Linked DNA regions of Hordeum vulgare: region 1 is linked to region 2. The links are chromatin contacts, called in public Hi-C maps. All regions are on one chromosome and are shown on one strand. Each heading gives the region's core, a stretch centred on a gene start, on an enhancer-like site or on the middle of the called end of the contact. The rest is flanking DNA. Distances are from core to core; before and after follow the strand shown. Region 1 holds the start of LOC123436868 (U-box domain-containing protein 33-like). Region 2 holds the start of LOC123436852 (CSC1-like protein At1g32090).

What was found. Hi-C and Micro-C count contacts between places; a contact is called where the count stands out from the background.
Region 1: a Hi-C map of seedling shows a contact between it and region 2, with 2.5 times the contacts expected there. The contact joins the promoter of LOC123436868 here to the promoter of LOC123436852 in region 2. A contact is called at or near these places in 2 of 6 Hi-C or Micro-C datasets (leaf and seedling) and 1 of 1 datasets of contacts at active chromatin or transcription factors (embryo).

What each region holds. Positions count from the first base shown.
Region 1 is chr1H:359,443,274-359,449,324 of MorexV3_pseudomolecules_assembly, reverse strand. LOC123436868 (U-box domain-containing protein 33-like) reads right to left here and starts at 1,535. Exons shown (of 8, transcript XR_006628120.1): 1 at 1,266-1,535; 2 at 409-582.
Region 2 is chr1H:359,270,055-359,275,917 of MorexV3_pseudomolecules_assembly, reverse strand. It overlaps LOC123436852 (CSC1-like protein At1g32090), which reads left to right and starts at 2,259. Exons shown (of 11, transcript XM_045115664.1): 1 at 2,259-2,731; 2 at 4,423-4,575; 3 at 4,750-4,885; 4 at 4,965-5,066; 5 at 5,224-5,343; 6 at 5,420-5,500; 7 at 5,645-5,863. The coding sequence starts at 2,424. It also overlaps the pseudogene LOC123399214.

The DNA.
Region 1 (6,051 bases), core at 286-2,785, 170 kb before region 2:
GAAATAAGTTAATTAACAAGTTGCCGAGATCGCGGCGATAATCTGAAGACTGAAGTAAAAATGAAAGTCTTATCTCCTACCAAATCCCAATTCGGCACTTCCTCGTAGGAAAAAGAAGAAGATTTTTATGAACAGGCGTTCTGCTTCATGAAAAACAGGGCTTTACGTACTGATGCCAAAAAAAGGAGTTTTACACAGATGTTACGAGAATTTTATAAGCCGGCAGTCTGCCGAATTCATGAAGCAAAGATAGCACAAAGTATTACATTGCTACAACATACTCCAAACTCGGCTGATATCTGTCATGTTCCACAGCAAATTCTATCTATGTAGTGTAGTTTTTAGATTTTGCCGATTATTAGTTTTGAGAGGCAATTTGAGAAAAGAAGCTGATTAAAGGTGTGGTACCTTGTAAACTACGGAGAATCCACCGCTGCCAATTTCTTGATCAGGAGAGAAACGATCTGTGATGTCCTCCAAAAGTGATAGCGGCAGGTCCGTGGGCTCTGCGCTTTCATCCAGCAGCATCCTCTCCAGGACGCCGTGTCTATTACTGCTGGCTTCGCGGTCCATTTGCAATCACTGCAAGTATACTATGAAATGAGTACAGCACCCCTGAATTAAGAGAAATTAATGCTATTTGTGAGGCTAGCTACTAGCCTACTACTACTACCCAGTCATGCAACGAACTAATCGTGCTAAGAACAAAAGCAAGGTCGTCAGGCAGCTACTGTATATGCTAGACTCCCTCTGTAAAGAAATATAAGAGCATTTAGATCACTACTTTACGGAGGGAGTACTGCTATTCGTCAACTTACTTCTGAAAACGTAGTGCTGCTATTCATCAACTTACTTGCAAAAACTTCTGAAATCATGCAAAGTAAACGGCGGCGGAATCAAGCCACGCCGTCTGTTGATTCCTCGACCGGGCGTGCGCGCCCAATCTAGCTAGTACTGCAGCCTCAGAGCCGCCAGATCCAGTTCTACTGCGCGCGCTCTCACCTCGCCCGAATCAGAGGCTGCCGCACTCGCAAGCGAGCCAACAGCATCTACGGCCGTCACTCTACTGCTCACCGCCGACCGCATGTATCCACTAGCAAGCGCGGCTCCCCGGAACATCATTGAAAGTCGATTTGAGCAGAGCAAAGAAACTGAAGGATGAAACTATGATGATGCAGTAGGGGGCGGGCATGGTCCAAATAAAAATATGCAACTATGCAATGCAAGAGACGATTTAAGCTAAAAAAAGATGCATGCGTACATACATAGTACCTCCAGGAAGGACACTTTATCAATGGATCGGCGGAGTGATCCTCGGGCGACTGGCTATGAAATCGAGATGTGAGGGAGAACAACATGAGTCATGGGCGAGCTTCAGCCTTCCTTTAATTCTTCCCAGCAACGTCTCGGGCCAATCACATGTCTTTTTTTCTTAGAGCAAAGGTCCAACTACTGGGGTCATGACTCACCGAAGAACGTCTCTAGTCTAGGCTGACCCGCAAACCGGACACGGCAACCATCCGTCCGTGGACACGGATGAAGGAGCCGGCCCTCTAAATATTATTGGGAAAATTTAATCTATAGTGTGGGCACGGCTGCTGCGTTCCGATGCGGCGGCTCTTCATCTACGTTTGATTTATTTTTTCTTTTATTTTTGAACAACACTACGCAGCGGCATCGTATCTGGGCTTTGTCGTACGGCGGCCAGCTAATCATCATTCTAATAAAAAATGGTGTTGCTCTACTAATAAGGTTAATTCAGAAAAGCATTGCTGCGGTCAAACCCCTCTCTCTTCGTCATGCATGCATACATGCATGCAATGATGTATCAAGATTTCCTTTAATATTTGAAATTCAAAAACTTTTATCTACAAAACTGTTAGTTTAATCGATGATCCACTTTCATCATTGACTTTCTCGCGACGAGTTCTTCGAAACTAGATCCCATGTCGACATGTTCCGTCAACTATTTTTTTCAGTTCATACTTGCCACATTTTTTAATCCACTTGCCATATGATTAACCACTTACTTGCCTGAAAAAATAACTTAATTGGCACTTTTTAATGTTATTTCATACAAAACCGTGTAGCAATTTTCATTATACATGTTATAAAAGCATGTCATAGGTTGTGTTTGTCAATTTAAATATGCCAACTTGTCATATTTACATACAACTTTGTCAGAAAACTATTTTATGTGTTTGTTAGTTTAACTATGTCGGATTGTCATATTTACAAACGGTGACCAAAAAAGACTTCTTGTGATCACCGATTTTAAATATGTTGAGTTGTCATATTATTGCGCGTAATCGTCTAAAAAAAGTTGTTTGTGCTTGTCAATTTGATTATGTCGAGATGTCATATTTATACACAGTTACCAAAAATATGACGGTTAAGTTATCTTTTATTTGACAAGTAAATACTTACTAATATGACAAGTAAGTGCAACAAATGTAGTAAGTACGAGCAAAAAAAAAGTTTGCGAAACATGTCGACCTGGGATCTAGTTTTGAAGATTTCGTCGAAACAAAGTCAACAGCGAAAACAAATCATCGATCGAATTAACGTTTAAGAGATAAACATTTTTAAATTCCGATCGTTTAGAGCGAATCTGATGACATCATTGCATGCATGACGAAGAGAGAAGGGTTTGGCCGCACCGTACCACCATGTTGTTCCGCGAGATAGAAAAAATTACACCACCTAATCGCGCGCCAAGAAATCACGTGTGGCTTCAAAAAGTAAAGGGCTTAACTACACAGCCACGTAGCATGTGAGTCTTCCCAAGCGGCGGCTAATTCCCTCTCCCTGCCATGCATGCATGCAATGACATCATCAAGATTCTTTCTATTAACTTGAACTTTAAAAAGCTTTATCTCTAAAACCGTTAATTTAATTTACGATCCGTTTTCATCGTTGGCTTTGTCGCGACGAGATCTTCAAAACTAGACCCATGTCGAATGTTTCGAGAACTTTTTTTTGGAATCCCTAATTGCCACATTTTTGGACTTACTTGTCGTATTATTTGTCACTTACTTGCTCGAAAAAATTAACTTAATTGCCATTTTTTCTCGATGTGAATCATGTGCAGCATGTATCCATATTTTAGCACACAACAGCATAAGCTAGAAGGATATGCAGATGACATCATAAAAGTGTGCATTGCATGCAAAGCGCCATACAGAAAACCCGCAGAAAAAGTATTATAAACAAAACATGTGTTGGCACACCTTATTCACTAGCTAAATGCATCTGCTTAGTACTAGTACTACTAATAGTAGTTTAAAATTACATAGTTGCCAATTTTACAAAAACTTAGTTGTCAAGATGCTAATGGTTAGTTCCTATTAATGACAAGTAGTTAGTTGTGAATACACATTATTTGTTGTCATGTTAAACATGCTTAGTTGCTAGAAAACACAAAGTACTTAGTTTTGAGGAAATAAAAAGTACTTAGTTGCCACCAAGTTTATCATCTTTAGTTGTCAGATTGTGGATACTCGGTCGTCAGTTTATCATCTTCAGTTGTCGGATTGTGGATACTCGGTCGTCAGTGTATGAAAAGCTTAGTTGTCAAATTACTAGTATTTTTCACCAAATGCTGAAATGCTTAGTTTGTCAGCTCCAATGCTTGTTATCATGTTTAAGTAATCCCTAGATTACAAAATTGTTAATATGACGTGTGTGTCCATTGGAAAAAAAAGCTAGTACACTAGTGTCGCAAAGTCTGCAGCACATTTGTGTGGGTGGTAGTGTAGCGCTGTGAAATCAGTGTGGTTAGCACTAGCGTCATTAACACAACAGCATAGTACTACTAAGCAGAAAAGGTTCCAGTGACAATGCAGCAACAGCTATAGTACTCTAGAGTGGCTTACAATGGTCCTTTGATTCATAGATTTAACTAAACTATATGGGACTAGGCTAAGGGCTTCTTTGATTTAAAGGAATTCTATACGATTTTTGGAGGACTGAAATCCTTAGGATTTTTCCTACATTGGTCCTTTGGTTCATAGATTGAATCTCATAGGATTTGTTTTCTATACAATCTTTTGTACTTCCTTCATTTTTATATACAAGGCCACAAATTCAGATTACATGTACCAATGTAGAATTTAATGTCTGTTTTGCAAGTCAGATTTTCTTTTCATTTACTGGGATCATTAATATGCCACATGCATGCAAGGAAACTCAATGGAGGAAGTAAGTGACTATCATTATTGATGCATGTATGCAAGTATTAAATAGGTTGCTAGTATGAGAAAATATCATTATTTTTGCCTCGATTTCTATTGCTAGCCTTGTATAGACGCAAAATATATATATTATAGTGTCCTTGTATAAGTAAATGGAGGGAGTGCTACATTTCATAGAAAATCTAGGATCCACTCGATCCTTTTTTTATAATTACTTTATTTTTCATGTGACATCAAACATTCCTTGATAATCCTACAGGATCTAAATGGGCATGCCACTCGAACCCTATACCTTTTCTATTACCGCATTTTCAAAATTCTACGAATCAAAGAGGCCCTAAACCTAGTCTAGCACCAGCTGCGGCGGATCTCCACTCCCACAACATGGTTTTCCCATGTCCAGCAAAGGGATATGCTTCAGCGAAAGTGGAAGAATAACCTTCCTCCGTCTTCGTGAAGCACACACCATGGTTGGTTTTCAGGCCCGGGAAGACGGTTTTCGTGGTCTATGCCCCCCGTTAACCAGGCAAGGCACCGACTGTGTAACCCGGCGACGTGTTGGTGGCGGCCTTCTTGGGACCTGAGCGAGGGCGGCTTCCCATGATCTACTTCTCCTCGCTTTCCGTGATGGCAAGAGACGTGCCAACCTCCGTAGACATGGCTTCTTTCCTCCACCATCCTGACGTGTTGTTGCCATTGCTCGCAACGAATTTGATGAGAGACGACGTTGGCGAGCCTAGACGGGTGAGGAGGGGGTGGCGATGGAGGTGGCCTCTGATCCGGTGGGTTTCCCAGCAAGCCAACCTATATCGGGATGGCTCGCCGGGCAACACAGATCGCTGCAATGTCGGAGAAATCCTTCTTCTGCTCGTCAGAGGCATGGTTGCTCTAATGCCGGAGAACTCCGTCTCCCGAGGTCATGGCGGGTGTTGTAAGGAGGAGATGTAGAGAGCGAGGGTGCGTACGCTTCTTGCCTGACCTGGCCACATTTATATAGCGAGCTGAAGCGAGGAGACAACTAGAGAGGATGTTTAATGTCAGCCGGCACAGGAATAGACGTATGGCGCTCGGGGCACCGGACTACGTTACTCGGCACATGTAACACCCATGTGTAATGAGCTATATTAACCTCTCTGATTAAGCTGAGTCATTTTGCTAAAACAATGATTGATCATCTTTATCTCATATCTCATTTCAAATTCCACTTTAAATTCGAATTCAAATAATAACTGAAATAAAGAAATCCACAAAAATGAAAAAAAATCATGATGTGGCAAACAATCCATAGTCAATTATGGTGGAGAAACCAACTTTTTATAAAGTGGTTAAAAGGCCTAAAACATTTGAATCAGAGGCCAAAACAATAATTTAAATGCTTTTAAAATTATAAAAATTTGTGAACTAATTTCTCTAGGTGCCAAACTCTTTGTGGCAGTGGCTTAACTTGCAAAACTAATTATAGTCCATGTTTTGTATTTTTATAAAAAAAATCATTTGGAAAGAAAATAGATAACATAAGTTAAAATAAAAAGGAAAGAAATAAATAAAAAGAAAATAAAAAGGTGTCGGAGCACTAGTCCTAGTGCATAGTGCGACCCGACCTAGCGCCCCGAGTCGTCTCCCTTCCATTGCTCATCCAACCGAGTGCCCATGCCCGATGGTTGCCACCGAACCCTCTCGATGTCCCCGCAGGGAGGATAAAGGTGCCTCCCCGATGCCTCCAGCTCCTCCCCTGCCACCCTGGTCACTCGCCTCATACGTCCATTTTGCATCATGAATCTTTATTGATATTTGTATTATTATTATCCATTATTCCCTGTTATTATGTAATTCTTATGACTTTTCGCTCTGAATATGC
Region 2 (5,863 bases), core at 1,010-3,509:
AAGTCTGATGCACATCATATTTGGAACATATCTTCTCTAGGCCTTCTATTCCTTTCACCTCATCACTAACATACAACATATAATCATATGCTCCACAACCCTCACTCTCAACAGGAGAAAATATAGTCATAAATGATATGGCTGCCTAGTACATATTTCTAACCACAAAATTTATGGCTTGAAGATGAAACCAAATTGCCCACTTTGGGTCATAAATACTGCACAGACCGAATGAATTCTAAGTAAATCAACGTGCATAATATTCACTTTCTGACATATTACATTTTTAGGTTCCTACACCACAATGTCTAAAATTTTAACAATTTCCAGTGTTATCATACATGCTGGGAAATGGGCCTAAAATTCCTACTAATTAACAACCTAAAAATACAAATGAGTTGCCGTACTTGTCGCCGCCGCGGGACAAGGAAGCTTGCGTCGACCTCGAGATGCACTTCTTGTCATCAACGGTCGTCGAGTCGGCACCAACCTCGCCAACTTTTGGGAATGTTCAAATTCAGGCTGGGAAGGCTCCTGCGCCGCGAAGCTCATGTTGTCTAGCCAGTTATCGACCTCAGCCAAGTTGTGGTCGTCGCCGCCGGCCACTTCAAGAGGTATGCCGCCAAACGATTTGCCACCGGAGTTTGGATCCGCCACCACCATTACCGCGACCGGCTACGGCTAGAGAGGGCAGAGCTCCATAAAGAGTGAGAAATGGGGAAGGGGCGAGTTGGTCGTCCAAGTTTGAGCTATTTCGACCAGGTGCGATCGAGCGCCGAGACTAACGGCCCTGTGTCACGTGATGTTAGTGGTTAGGATGACCGTCCACCTGCCATGCGGGACAGATATGTGACAAATGCTTTTCAAATGGTTGAGACAGTCATCAACTCGATTTGGTAGTTTTTTTATCACAAAATAAAAAAATTATGATAGTTTCTAAGATTATTAGGAATTATTAGGAAAATCTGACTTACTAAACGGGCTAGCCCCAACCATTCCAACATTTCAACCGGCGATGTTAACCGAGATGAATAAAGTTACAAGTGTTTCTAAAAGAAAAAATCAACCGCCATCACAGTTTAGGTAGCTGCCTAGCTTTCCCTCAAAGAAAAAAGGTAGCTGCCCAGCTATGCACTACTCTATAATTCCACCCAAGCATGTATACATGTGGCGCGACCGTTGATGGTAACCAGAGAAAGATATGCAGAGTAGTCAACCTGAAATGAAGGAAGGGAATGCCAAGCTCCCATGTGCACGAGGGAGGCATTCGGTCCCTTGTTTCTTGCGCTTGCCTCCGTCTCTACGTATGTCCTCCTCTTGCTGTTGTTCCGTTCATCCGTTGGCAATGTTAAAGGTGGAGGCGCGTGGGCGCGCCGGTGCGTATGCACATGGGCATTGGCATTGGCATGGCACGCGTTGCGGCGAGTAGACTTTCACATGCTGCGAATGCCCTGCCAAACTGTCTTAACTGGATAATTGGATACTTCCCTCGGCCTGGCTCCCTCCCCGTCTGCCCGTGTCTGCGACGATGGAGTGAGTGGCCAATTCATGGTGCATGTGATGTGATTGTCCATTTTAAGGTCGTTACAAAAAACTTTGTCAGGCAGATAGATAGGCAAGCAGATAGTAAAAGCTGGAACCAACCTTTAGACGCGCAAACTTCACTCGGCCTACGCGGGCGTGGGCGGAGCACGGCGGGATGGCAGCCTAGGGAGAATATGAGGTGCTCCCATGCTTCCACTATTCAAAACATATTTAACAGTTTCAGAAAATCCCTCCCGAAAATACGAATGTTCAAAACACATGTGCCAAGGATTTGTAAAAAAATTCAAATTTTGAAATGCATGTCAAGAAACAAGAAAGGCAGACACGGATATGGATAGTATTGTTTTGTTTTTGTCTTTTTTGTGACACGATTCATGCTGAAATTTTCGTTTTGGTTTCTCAATGTGCATGCTGAAATCAAAGCAAGGTCAGTTCTTGCTTAACTTTTGCAAAAGGGTGAAAATAGTGAATTTCTACTTCTAGTGTCACGAGTTTACACCTAATTTCTCACTGCGAAAAGGAAATCAAGAGCGTCCTCACTCATCCAAACCACTGTCGTATTTCGCACAAAAATGCAGAATCAGACCGACTCATGACTCCAAGCAGAGACAGCGCCTACGCATCCGTGACGAGATAGAGAGCGGCGGTGGCACCCCGGTGGCGGTGGGTTCCACAAAATTCCAGCCGAGGAACCCGGCCTGACTGCCGCCCTCCATTTACTCCACCTTCCGTCACACCACCACCCCCGCCCCCGCGCCCTCAATTCCCGCCTCCCTCCTCCCCCCTTCCTTCCTCGCAGCGCATGCACCGGCGCGGCTGCTGCTAGGCGGCGGCGCAGACGACAACCCAGCGACCAGCGGCCCGTCCGCCCCACGTCCATGGCGACGCTGCAGGACCTCGGGGTGTCGGCCTTCATCAACATCCTGGGGGCCTTCGTCTTCCTGCTGCTCTTCGCCGTGCTCCGCATCCAGCCCATCAACGACCGCGTCTACTTCCCCAAGCTCTACATCGCCGGCAAGCGCGGCGCCGGCGACCACCGCGGCGCCCGCAGGGTCATCAACCTCAACCTCTGCACCTACTTCAAGTTCCTCAGCTGGGTCCCCGGCGCGCTCCGCATGGGCCAGACCGAGCTCATACACCACGCCGGCCTCGACTCCGCCGTCTACCTCCGAATCTACACGCTCGGGTACACCACAATCCCCATCTCCCCCCACTACCGCTACCACCACTGCTCTGCTCGACCACTAGTGCTACAGAATTCCGCAAATCGGGAGTCACTGCGATCGGTTACCATATCTTGAGCCCAATTCCTCGACAGCAATTTTGCTCTCATCCCCAGATAGTATGACAGCCGCATTTGGTTCATCTTTTCTTTTTTCGCCGAATTAATGGCAGCGGACATACGCCATCGCCATTAATGCCACAAGCGCTTTTGGCCTTGCGACCTTGGCCTGCCTGGATGAGTTGTTGGTTTGCGTGTCAATAATGCATGCCTATACCTTGCCTTCTCGCTGCTGCTAGCGCTAGCTGTTTCCTTTGTTGCACAGCACAATGCTTGTTCGGTTCTCTCATAAAAAACATGTGATCCTCACATGCTCCGGAGATTGCGCACCCAAGCCCAAACAAGCGTTCTTCCCCAACGAAACACTGTAGTACTCCTCAACCGGAGTAGTACAATTTTTTCCCCCTAAAGGTTTTAACCCTCAACCTCAAGCTTTTGATAACTAGACTTATCGATTCAGCCCACAACTGACTGGATCTCCGAGTGACGGCTTGCGTGATTGTCCGGAGAAATGTTGCTTGTGCCTGGCGACAACGTTGGCGATAGTAGAGGTCATCCTAGCACGTCGTATACTACCATTCATAAAAGAAAAAAGATCTTAACACGTTGTGGCTGCCATCCCTTTCAGTTGTGCGTGGAAAATGGCGCCGTCCGTCCACGAGATATCCTTGGATTGTTTTGCACGATCACGGGCGCTCTTTCAGCAGGGCATGGGCCTACCCAGCTTTTTTAGGCTAGTACTTCAGCCTGCCTGGTGCAATCGAGCACACTCCGCCACCGACCCGTATCATATTCCTAGCTAAGTAGTGGTGCTCTCCCACTAAACTACACACAACTTTTCGGTGTGGCTCCAACCGATTATTCAGCATGTGGGGGAGGGCGGAGGGGGGCCCAACCACCGGCGCTTACAAACCGGAGATGCTTTCCTTGCCGCTTTGGACGGGATTTCATTCCAAAGGTTTCCCTCTTGAGAATGCAGCCATGTTTTCAACAGTAAAAAATTGATCGACAACCTGGTCCACTGGTCCCTTCTACTGCGTCGTAAACCTTGGCTGGCATGCTGTTATGCGCAGACAGACGATAAAGCATAATTCCACGGTCTAATTAGCGTTTCTTCATCCGGCAAGGCTTCTCCACGTCTATCCTCGCATGTGGGCGATGCTTTACAGCCATCCAAGAAGCAAAAAATTATTCTGTTGAGTGTTGACCTTAGTTGCTCAGGCGGTGCTTTCGGGGAAATTTCACCTTTTCCCCTTTTTGCCGTGGAAAAGATTTGGAATTCTGTTGTAGGAGATGGGACTACTGCTTTGTGTTTCATGCACTTCAATATAGTGCCGTAGTACTCCCTCCGTTCCTAAATATAAGACGTTTTAGATATTGCATTATGAACTACATACGGATGTACATAGACATATTTTAGAATGTAGATTCACTCATTTTGCTTCGTATGTAGTCTCCTAGTGTAATCTCTAAAAGGTCTTATATTTTGAAACGGAGGGAGTATTTTTCTTTTTTGTAGCTATCTTACAGGTTCAATTTGAGACCTGCGTTTCCTACACTAACTCTTTTTTTTTTGCCTTTGGTCTCACTGGCAGCCTCAAGATATTTTTGCCGGTCATGGTCGTCGCCTTGCTGGTTCTCATTCCAGTCAATGTCTCTGGTGGGACATTACTGAACCTGAGAAAAGATGTCATGTTTAGTGATATTGATAAGCTATCCATATCAAATGTTAGCCCGGGATCCAACAGGTAATCTTCTGTAAATTATGAACTCTAATTCTGCCATTTCTTTTTTATCCTCACATAAAGCTCAGAGCAGTGTCGTCATCTGCTATATTGTGATTCCAAATTGCTTTTGTTCTTAAAAACTCCAAATTGTTCTGGTTGTAACAGTTTGACCCTTGACATCCCATTTCATTCCAGGTTCTTTATTCATCTTTTAATGGCTTATGTGTTCACATTTTGGACGTGCTTTATGCTCTACAAGGAGTACAGTAATGTGGCATTCATGAGATTACATTTCCTGGCTTCTCAGAAACGTTGTGCTGATCAGTTCACTGTAAGTACATTAACAAAGTTTGCATGCGTTGAGAGCTGTCCTACTGCAGCATTTAATATATATATTTTTTCAATGCCAGGTGATTGTTAGAAACATACCTCGTGTTTCAAGCCACTCGACGTCTGAGACAGTCGACGAGTTCTTCCGTAGGAACCATCCAGACCACTATCTTGGTCAGCAGGTATGTTATCCTCACCATTCCTCGAGCCTCATTCGACTTGCATCTTATCGGGAAGGATGTTTCACGCATCCTAGTTGATTTTTACACAAAATGCTCGCAAATATTTTTGCTGACAAATGTGTTGATTATAGAACTTACCTCATTTATTTTCTTTCAGGCTGTTTACAATGCAAACCGGTATGCTAAACTTGTAAAGCAAAAAGAGAGACTTCAAAACTGGCTGGATTACTACCAGCTAAAGTTTGAAAGGCATCCTGATAAAAGACCAACTGGAAGGGTAATGTCCCAATCATTTCTTTTGTTATTTTTGGGTATGTGCATATAAACTGCTAACCTTGTTCATGGTATTTCAGACTGGATGCTTTGGTTTCTGTGGTAGACAAGTGGATCAAATCGACTACTATCGGGCTACAATTAGTGAACTTGATAAGAGGGTACGCCTACAACTTGTTGGTGTTATGATTCCTTATTTGAGAGAAAAAACGCATTTTACCATGCACGCTGAATTTCTTAACCCCATGCACATGTACCTATGCTTATGATTTTAACACAGGCTACGTTTACGTCGATATTTTCAGATTGCATCAGAGCGTCAGAGAGTTTTGAATGATCCAAAAGCCGTTATGCCAGTTTCTTTTGTGACATTTGACTCAAGATGGGGTGCTGCTGTATGTGCACAGACACAACAGTCGAAAAATCCCACACAATGGCTGACCAATTGGGCTCCTGAACCACGTGACGTTTATTGGCAAAATCTTGCTATTCCTTTTTTCTCTCTGAGTATACGCAAGTTTCTC